Linked DNA regions of Ovis aries: region 1 is linked to region 2. The links are chromatin contacts, called in public Hi-C maps. All regions are on one chromosome and are shown on one strand. The core of a region is the stretch at or near the end of the contact, and the rest is flanking DNA. Distances in the headings are between cores, read along the strand shown. Region 1 holds the start of ENSA (endosulfine alpha). Region 2 overlaps RPRD2 (regulation of nuclear pre-mRNA domain containing 2).

Region 1 (5,199 bases), core at 1,452-3,951, 110 kb before region 2:
GTCTCTCCTTAGGTAATTTTGTGTTTCTTTTTAAATACGGACTTCCAGACCCAAGTGCAGAGATGCTGATTCAATTGGGGTGAAAGAGGGCTGAGGAAATCAGCCCTGTATTTTTATAAAGTTCCCTTGGGCTTCCCAGGTGGTGTTAATGGTAAAGAACCTGCCTGCCAATGAGACATGTTTGATCCCTGGGTGGGGGAGATCCCCTGGAGGAGGGCATGGAAACCCACTCCAGTATTCTTGCCTGGAGAATCCCATGGGCAGAGAAGCCTGTCCGGCTACAAACAGTCGCAAAGAGTCGGATGTGGCTGAGCACAGCACAACTAGCTTCCGTCCGCTCCGACTTTAACTTCTCTGTGCCTTCTCTCTTTTCATACTGTTCAAGGGATTCTCTCTTGGTTCTCCTCCTTACCACTCTGATCATTTATATCTGTGGCCCTTGCCAACTTTTCCTTAGTTTCTGTTCTGGGGCCTCTTTTCTACTTTTTTCAATGATCCCATCTAATCCCACAACTTCACTTATATTTTTGTGCGTGTATGCTAAGTAGCTTCAGTCATGTCCAATTCTTTGTGACCGCATGGACTGTAGCCCACCAGGCTTTTCTGTCCATGGGATTCTCCAGGCAAGAATACTAAATTGGGTTGCCATGCCCTCCTCCAGGGGATCTTCTCAACCCAGGGTTCAAACCTATGTCTCTTACAACTCCTGCATTGGCAGTTCGGTTCTTTACCACTAGCACCACCTGGGAAACCCATATTTATGTGAAGAAGTCCAAATTTTATTCATATTTGGCTTCTACATTTATCCCAAACTCCAGATCTATATGTCCTATAATGCTAAAATTTCAGATATGGAGATCTGAGTTCACTTATCCTAAGACTTCATTGCCTGGATATCTCCACCAAATGGCTCACTGGCTTTGAAAAAGTCAGTGTTTTCAAAACTGAACACCTCATTTTCTATCTACTTCCAATTTCATTTCCAAATTGATTCCTTTCCTTGAATTTGTTTCTACAAATAGTCACATTGAGGCACATGGCCTGCTTATTCCCTATATTCAGTTTGATGCTAATCTAGTAGATTCCATTGCCACAGACTTTCTCAATTAGAATCACTGTTTTCTATTCTAAACTACCTCGTTTGTAGATTAAATACTAATTACTTCCCAACCAGAGTACTGCAGAGGACTCCTAGCTAGATTGTCCCCCTCTAGTATCTTTCTGTTTGGAATTCTAAATGATTTTTTATTCATTACCACTAGATTAATCTTCCTTAAGAACAATTCTGATCTGCCACTCTCTGGCCTAAAAGCCTTAAATATCCCTCCTAGATAACTAAATTATCCACTGGTTTCTTATCCTGACACTCAAGCCCTCCATGTTCTGGACTCAGTTCTAGTTTTCTAGCTTTCATACTGACCCCATCACCTAGAATGTCCTTCCATCACCTTTACCTGGCAAAATTAAAGCTGATTTCAAATACACAGCTCCATCATTAAGTCTTCTTTTCTTGGGGGGTGGGGGGTCGGGCGGGGGGGGGGGTGGGGTGGGTAGGGTGCTTAGTCGCTCAGTCCTGTCCAACTTTTGCAACCCTATGGATTGTATGTAACCTGCCAAGATCCTCTGTCCATGGGATTCTCCAGGCAAGAATACTGGAGTGGGTTGCCATTTGCTGAATGTGAACTTTCCTTTGAACCCCTTTACCACTTTATTAACATTTTAATTTCAAGCTGACCAGATTTTGCCTTGTATAATAATCTGTGTATTCTAAGATTCTCAGATTTTCCCACTAGAAATGTACTTAATTATACAGAAAAATGAACAGATAGCCCTAAAGCTGCCACAACAGGTTCCCTGGAAAATTAAAATTTAATATCAATTCTTCAGTGTTAGTATTAGACTGTTTTAATATAAAAATGACGTTTTTTAACTAACACTCTAGGAAGATGAGTCTCTTTTAATCTCGAAGATTTGGGTACACCTAGCATACTGTGAAAACCCTCTATGGCAAAGACTGCCTTACTACATATATATTCCTTGTAAAACTAAAACAGTACCATCTTCAAACACTCAATATGTTCGCGAGTATTTACGCAGTGTTTACCATGTACCTAGACCTGTGCTGTTTCAAGGAGCTCAGTTTCCATGGGATGGCACTGAACGAATAAAAAAACTGTACGTTAAGAGTTAAACGATGAAACGTAAGCCATCCATATTCTGCTGGACCATTCAGTCTCTCCATTCCACACCCTAAATGACACACTGGAAGAGTGAGGAGGACCACTTTAAAGTCCACTCTGACCTTCCTATTATTTTCTGGAGATTGATAATTTTCTGCTACTGCGCGAAGCTTAATCCTCTTCACCTGGAAATAAAAGGTTTCCAGCCTTTCGCTCTCCAATTCGAAGCTCAGAAAAGCCCCCTGGGGGCGACGAGGTAGGGCGGCAGAAAGTCTGACCCCCACGAAAGGAGCGAAAATGCCAAAGCTACCAGCACCACCCCTTAACCTCCCCCACGTGCTTCCAATTGGTCCTTGTGAGTCACTCTCTTCCCAGATCGGCGTTCCAGCTTGCCCGTCGCCTCCATAGAACCCACATTTAGCCAGCAACTATTGGTAGATCGTTACGTCATTGCCCTATCCACAGCTCCCACTGGCTCCCATAGGAAGGGGCGGTCGCAACGTCACAGGCAAGGGCCGCCATTTTGACTGAGCAATCCTAGTGACAGGAGCTGAAGAAGCAGTGCTGGTTGTCCCGTTTCCCCTCCCCCTTCCCTTCTCCGGCTGACTTCCCGGGTCCCCCACACTCCACAGTCCCGGTCCCAGCATGTCCCAGAAACAAGAAGAGGAGAACCCTACGGAAGAGACCGGCGAGGAGAAGCAGGTGAAATGGAGGGGGTGCGGTGGGCGAGTTGGGGGCGATTGTGATGGGGCGGGAGGCGGTCTCCCACCAGTGCGGATTGGTCGCCATGGTCTCGGGCTCTGCAGGGGTTGGCCACGTCTTGCGTCATGCAGGGTGAGTTTCAACAGGGCCTGCTGCTTTGGCTCTGGTTAGTTGGCTGGGTTGTCAATCAGTATAGTACCCTTCCTGATTGGTCAGTAGACCTACTGCTAGGCCTATTGAAGCTGTGCTGTAATTGGCCGAATCTGAGCGTGGGGCGGGTGTTTGAAAAGAGTGGGTGAATGAAAGGGGGTTGGTGGTCTCCGGATGAGATGTATGTTATAGGTTAGTAGGGGTAAAATGAACCAACAGCCAGGCTGGGTCCTGCATTCTGTATCCTAAAGATACAGGTCAAGATATAGACGTTTAAAAAGGGGTCAGCACCGGGGGAAGGGAGAAGAGTAATTATCATGGCTAATTTAAGACTGCAACTTTCTCAAAGAGATATTTTGATAGCTGGAGATGGTCTGTTGGCCCACCTTCAAAGAGGACCTTACAAAATTGAAGAGGGCTAGAGTTTCAAACAGAATAATGGAGATTAACCTAGGAAAGACCCCTAGAGAGTCATGAAAAGAAAGACGCCACCATATTTCCCCCCGACTTCTAAGATAGTGGGGACTTATTTCACCCGCAATTCTGTGATGAAAACACGGCAACTTCTGTAGGTGTTTTGTATTTGATTTATAACATTTAGTACTGGACTCGGGTTCATTAAATACCCCTGGGTTATATATGGGCCAGGTTTTCAAGGCAAAGGAATGCAATTCCACTAAAAAGAACCACAAATTGGCTTCATGTCCTTTTTTAAAAAGTCAAAGAAGAGGGCGACAGGGCCCACAAAAAAGGGAGGCAGAGAGTAACAACAACAGTAAGAGACCCTGCAAGTTAATTGGGCTCTTGGCTTGTTCCCAAACCTCCATCACTAGGGAAGGTGTTGATTTTTTGACAGAGGTGGTGGGTAAGTACTAGTGAACCCACTATATCTTAATTTTCCTGAGATTAATTTCTGTTTACTTGTCACCTTCCTACTACAATGTTTATGGAAACAATGCTGTCCATTATTGCTTTCCATTACTGACCATTGCTAAGGTGCTTTCTGGAGAAGGCCACAGAGCTAGCCTCCATAGAGAGATTTATCAAAAGCCTAGCTTAGGAGGGAACATCTCAACAGTTATCCCTTTCAATTTCCCATTTGACCTGTACTGTATTTTACAGACAGCTGGAGATCTCCCTACTAATCTTGCATCACCAGAATCCCTGCTAGCTCTGTTCTGTCTTTCCTAGCTTCTGTTCTAAGTGAGCTACTGCTTGCTCTTTGATTAAAGTATTGTTCTTCAGTATTACCTTTAACTCAGTACTCACAGGTCACTGGGGTGGTTCCCTAGGTGTAGTGTGACAAACAGTCACACTTATATTTTTTTCTCACAATACAGTCATCTTGAGCTTCAGGGATTTGAACAAAGGTCTGGCTTTATTTAAGAGTGTGAATAGCATGTTTACAAATGGGTAGATCTCCAGGAAAAGGTAATAGTGTAAAAGTTAGCAGATATTGGAAGCATTGCTTCTCAGTGTTTAATTTTACTGGCCCCATTTGTTTCCTCCAGGACACCCAAGAGAAAGAAGGTGTTCTCCCTGAGAAAGCTGAGGAGGCAAAGCTAAAAGCCAAATATCCAAGCCTGGGACAAAAGCCTGGAGGCTCCGACTTCCTCATGAAGAGACTCCAGAAAGGGGTATGGAGCACAATCTCTTACCCTCTTACTTTGGAACCAAAGGGGCTTTAGGGATGAGATCTGTGGAAGTTCTGCTGAACACTGATATGAAGGTTTTGTTGTTGGGAAGTAGTAAAGAAAAATTAGAAACTTGGTAAAAAAAAAAAACCCACAAACCCAAGGCAAATACTGTAAATTCCTGAAAGGGTATCAGTTATTTTCTGATTTCCCTCAGGATACTAAAGCTTAATGGAGGGGCATGTAGGAATGGCCTTGGAAGAGTGAGGGAAGGATGTCAGAGTCTGGAATGCTGACAGCCTCCAGATGTTTGCCTGTTTGGATGGTGGGAGTTTTAGGACTGCAGATGTAGGATTAGAGCTAAATTTTGAGGTGCATCATTTCCGAAGAAAGGCCCAGAAATCTGTCCTACAGATTTCCTCAACTTGAAATGATTTCTTCAGGCCCTTGAAGTTAGCACCAGCCATTAACTATGGTGCCTGAAGAGACTCACTGGAAAAGTCCAGAGTGGTCCTTCTCCCAAGGGAGAGTCT
Region 2 (5,371 bases), core at 1,830-4,329:
TGTCATAGAAAGGTGTTTAATCTAAGTTTCCAGAGGTTCTGTCTGGAGAGGCAGCAGTTGATCTGAGTCACAGGCACCACTCCGGATCTTGGCTCCATCTTCTGGCACGTTAGACACCCTGAAATACAAAAAGAAATAGACAAGAGTGTGGAAGAGGAAGATGACTTGTATGTGTGTGAGTTTGGGAGAAGGTTGGGAGACTTTTTAAATGGCAATCAGGAAGTGTGGCAGCAGGCAGAACTCTTCCTATGGCTCTGCGCCAAAAGGGACAGGGAAGTGTCACACTGCATGCAACAAAATGGCAGCTACTCCATAAATAATCATAAATAATTAAGAATATACCGACCACTGTACCGACTTGAAACCCCATAGGACTTGTATACTGACACACACCTTTAACCATTCTGCTTTGGGAGGATAGTAGAGGGATAGTGGGATAAGTAGATTAATTACAGTCACAGACAATAGCTGCCTGCACTCATCCCTCAAACATGTACTGACTACTTGCTATGTGCGATGCACTGAGCTGGGTGCTACGGGATGCCAATCAACTGCTACTTCATCACTTACGTGATCTGGTTTGCAGTGAAGGAAGGAATGTTGTTATTCCATTCCTGCCTGTGTCACAAGCAAGCCAGCAAGCAAGCAGGCAAGAGTAAGCTAGCGAAGGCCAACACATTAACCACTGGGTCTTCACAACTTCTGATCTGTGACTAGCACGTCTCAGCCTCAGAATTTTAGCCAATTAGCCTGCTGGGGAAATATCTGTTGCTAAAACTGCTCCTCCCTTCCACCAGAATATTACTCAACAACCCACTATGTGCCAAGTGCCATGCTTCACTATCTCACTGAATTCCGAGAACCCCAAGTAGTAGTTCTTACAGTCCCTTCAAAATGTTGAAAATGACTCTCAAAGAAGTCAAGCCCCACTCCATCTGAATGCAGGACCAGTGTTATAACACGTTATGCTGTCTCACAGGGACCAGGATCACCACCATGCATCATGTTTGGTAGCTCATCTTTTTTTTTTCTCTCCAGGGAACAGAACTAGGAGCCTTTGGGCCCTAAGAGGCCTTTAATAGGGTGGAGAGAAAGTTAATAAAAAGCCAAGAAAACAGGCAAAGAGGCGTCTTACCAAATAACCTCTACTAGTCTAAGGTTAAGGAAAAAAGCAGAGTTTAGGAAATAATGCCAGAAGGTTTCATAGAAGTCTAGGGAAAAGAACTCCTCAGAAAAGGGTACACTAGACCCTGAATCAATTTTGAGAAAACTCTCAGCTTTACTCCACTCTTAGAATAGACATCCTGTTAGTTACAGCTTTGGTTGAGCAGGTATTGTTTTTATCATCTTTAACTGTTTGTAAAAATTCTCTCCATGGAAAAGTACAGTACATTTCCCTCTTGTTATCAAGAGCAACACATACCTCCAAATTTTCATTCTTAGAAGCAAAATTTCCCTACACCAAAGCGGTAGAAGATATTGAGGGAAAAAGGAGAAATATAAGAAGGTAAAATACAAGAAAGCTTTGTATCATTGCCACCAAATGGTTTTGAGGCCCAAAGAACTAGCAGAGTGGCTAAAGCTACAGTAGGTGCTGTGGGGAGGTTAGGTTAAAAAAATCTTTCCCCCCTTAGTAATAAAGATCTAGGATGGGGCCAAACTTTAACTTTGCTTTAAATATACTACAGAGATAGTCCAGCCAACTTCGCTGAGTAAATTGAGGGGGAGACATTCTAGCCAGAGCATGGGGATAAATTGAAAACAAAACCTTGGGCTCCCCTAAAAAGTCTCTAATAAGATTGTCCTTTCCTAAGACATTTCTTGAGTCGGTACGAGAGAAATACAGCCACCACGCCTTTTAAATGACCCTGGTTGGTCAGTTCAAGAAAACATGAAATCTCCTGAACACAGGAGCCAGTGTCAACTTAAGTTCGATGCTGAAATAAAGTAGCAAAAACAAAGACTTAAGTACCTTGAAGGAAGGTCCTAGATATTATCTGTACAACTATATGGCCCACTACCGAAAATCCAAGATTCCAACGTAATACTTTACTAATCGCTACTGCCCTTGGCAACGATTGGCCGCCTAGAAAACATGAGACCTTGAGTACTGCCTTATGTAGGTGCAAAGGATTTCTAGCCAGGGGAGGAGGAAACCCATCTCCTTTCTACACTTTCCAACTGAAACACCCCAAGAAAAATGTAGGAAGTTTCAAGTCTTATCTCCTCCTTCCCACAAATTAGGTGACAGAGGACTTAATTCTCAAGAAAGGGATCCAGTGGGGAAGGGAAAGGAAGGAATGTTGGAATATCTAATTTGCTAAGAACCCCAGATCCAGGGTGTGCTGGGTTAGTCAACACCGTTTTGAGTCAAACACAAACTGCAGCCTGTTTGTTTCCTCTGTTGGCACTGCTCACTAGCCCCTCCACCCACATCTGTGTTCTCAACTTTTGACTCCTGCCACAGTGATAAAGGAAAAGGATAGGGTAACTGCAATTATCAGTTTCCAAATAGATCTCAGCCTTCTTATCCGGTTCCCCTCAAACTTGTAACTAAGTATTGTTTCTTCTGTCCTCCCCCAGCCCCTAGTTTGTCAGAAATAATTTTACATGGCACTTGCTTCTTTCCTTTAAAGCACATGTGCTTCTTTCTACTTCTACATGGGGGTAGAGCAGGATGTTTACTTAAGAGCCATCTCATGGGTGTCCCTCTTGCAACCTGAATGAGTTATTACTCAGCAACTGTGAACAGCAGCTGACCGGACTTGCCTATACAGTTTACTCATAATCAAGTATGAGAAACACCTCCATACCCTAAAACATACTCTGCCTACATACATGAGGGGGCAACTCATTCCTTCTATACTATATTGGCCCAAATAAAACAATTTTATAGAAGTTGTGTATTTTCAACATGCCCAGAAAGGCTAGTGAGTTCTAAAAGCTGTTACTTCCTTGGGATGGGGACAGGAATCAGGTGGCAAGTCAAGGCCCCAAGTGGGGACCAGGAAGTTAGGGTGAGCCAGATTCCAGAAGCGGCCAGTACAGTGTACACCCCTACCTGCTGGGTGTGTTCCTAGACTGTGCTATTTCTGAAGTGTCTGGTGACATGCGTGCAGTTTCACATATTCAAGGCTGCTATTTAGGGCCTTCTACCCTGCCAGGGATCCAGGCCTGGTCTAGATGCAATGACTCTCTTTACCCCTTTAGCCAACATTTATTAAGCCTCACTGGGTCATGAAAAGGGATGGGGTGAGAGAGGGGTTGAGTGTGGCTTGTTACTGGCAATATGTGAGAAGGGTAGATGTGGGCAAAGAATTGTCCAGAAGGATCCTGACTGCCACTGCCCCAATTTCATGCTTTAAAAATACTTTTTTGCTCACAATCGTACAATTTTTTGGGAAGATGTACAAAATTATCATCCATACAGTATACCCACTTCATTATCAACCACTCCCTGAACATCTTGATCTTGCCCCACCCATTGTCCAAAATTGAACTGCCATAAAGGACTAAACAAAACCCACAAGGCCATAAAGATCTTAAGAAGCTCAGAATGCCTTCAGTGACACTGACTGTGGAAGTCAAAGCGGACAGCTGGACAAGATCAGAGAGGGGAAAAGTCAACCACACAACAAAGGAAACCATACTTTATTAAACAGGAAAACAAAAACATAATATTGGGGGCAAAGAGATTTAAAAAAAAAAGGAATGCCTGGAAGAGAGGAAAGCGCAAGCGGTCGCAAGGCAGGCTTGAGATGGGGGGTCTCTGGCGTGTGTTTGCCTCAGACCTGTGCAGGTGCACACACACCAGCCCCTCTACCCTCCTTGCATGTTTAGACCAAAAGCAAATACAACTGTTATCTTCAGAGATATATTCAGGCTTTTCTTCCTGCATTCCTGTAGCTGGTTTCACCTTCAGCCCTGGACAGTCATGTAGGGTCTTTGCTGGAGAAAACTTAGGTCTTTCCAACAACAGGCCTGTTCCTCAAAGCAGCAGTTTCAGCTTCTGGAGAAGTTCCCTCCTATTTGCATTCACCAGAGAAGCCAGGGGCCCTTGGTCAAAGACCCAAATCTCAAAGAAAAATGTCAAACCTTTAGAACTAGTTATTTTATTAAATGATATTAATACACATTTCAAAAGGATTTCATTGATGTTGCCTCTAAAGCATGTACTTGTTTTGTTTTCCACACTGAACACGTGAGAATATCAATCCAACATATCTAATTTAAATCTTAACAGGCACCCCAGCCCATTCAAAAAAAGGGGGGGAAGAGGGGAGGCAAAAAGGAGAAAAAGCAGTAATTTACAGCGGCTTCAAAACAGTAACAGCTGAAGCTTACTTCTGCATGAACCAGTAACTTCAGGACTGATAGTGAATATTCTGCAATTAGGAGTTTTAGCATATTCACATTATCTAGATAGGTTTGCTGTACCATATACATCACAAACATTGTATTCCTGGGACTGGAAAGGATGAAAGGCCTATTCTCTTATCATTTTACCCTCCCTGGAAACAAACCAAATTCTGTTTATTCTCAACAAAATTTGGGAGGGCAAATGGGAGCAAGGATAGAGGTTGAATCTAAGCTGACTGAAGAGTAAACTTTTACAGAATATTTAAGGACTCAATTTCTGATGTTGTATCACTGAATTTTAAGTGGTACCAGTGTACTCATGCCGCACCCACCGATTCTCTGTCTATGATTTTACAGTGAGCACCAAGAACCTTAGTAACAACTTCGCATTATCTGTTTGCATACTGAATCATGTCCTTGCCAAGACGCACTATACTATGCTTTTAAAAAAATCTTGTTCTGAGGTTGAAATACAAAAGTCAGAGCATGGGCACGGAGTTATAAATCACAGACACAGAAAGAATAAAACCCCTTTGTTTCATGTTATGAATACCAGAATTGTCTTGTTTCACTATATCACATATATATACACATCGTTGTCTTCACTGACTGCTGTAGGCAGATGTCCTTAAAGGTAACAAATAGCTGACAGTTACATACAAATCCTCATTTCAATCCTGAAACAAATGGATTTTGTGGCTTAAAAAAACAAAACACTCCACAGAAACCCAACCCTTAAAGTCCATCTTTTAAAACTGTACAAGGTCTTCCCTTTCATGTACTAGCTATCGTGCTTCTGAGGACAATTAACCTGCCCCAACATTCAGGAAACCACTTTGCTGACCAACCCCCCATTTTCTGATAAAAATCAAATGGTCAGAGAGCCTTTTCAAGTAAACACTACTTTTAGATTACTCGAGAGCAGCAGAAAGAATTCACATTCTTTTATTCTAGAATGAAAAACATCCCACTTAATTTTCTGCAAAAGAAAAAAAAATCTATTTCAGTCTTG

What was found. Hi-C and Micro-C count contacts between places; a contact is called where the count stands out from the background.
Region 1: a contact with region 2 is called in a Hi-C map of mixed tissues, with 3 times the contacts expected there. The contact joins the promoter of ENSA here to the enhancer-like site in region 2. A contact is called at or near these places in 6 of 16 Hi-C or Micro-C datasets (blood, mixed tissues, muscle and 2 more).

Annotation. Positions count from the first base shown.
Region 1 is chr1:100,621,122-100,626,320 of ARS-UI_Ramb_v3.0, reverse strand. It overlaps ENSA (endosulfine alpha), which reads left to right and starts at 2,701. Exons shown (of 4, transcript XM_004002459.6): 1 at 2,701-2,882; 2 at 4,544-4,669. The coding sequence starts at 2,826.
Region 2 is chr1:100,511,564-100,516,934 of ARS-UI_Ramb_v3.0, reverse strand. It overlaps RPRD2 (regulation of nuclear pre-mRNA domain containing 2), which reads right to left. Exons shown (of 13, transcript XR_006059923.1): 12 at 1-118. Among named protein-coding and RNA genes, the nearest start is that of TARS2, 3.9 kb to the left of the region's middle. Within about 2 kb of position 3,079, at least 8 of the 54 cell types and tissues checked have an H3K27ac peak or open chromatin away from gene starts, as enhancers often do.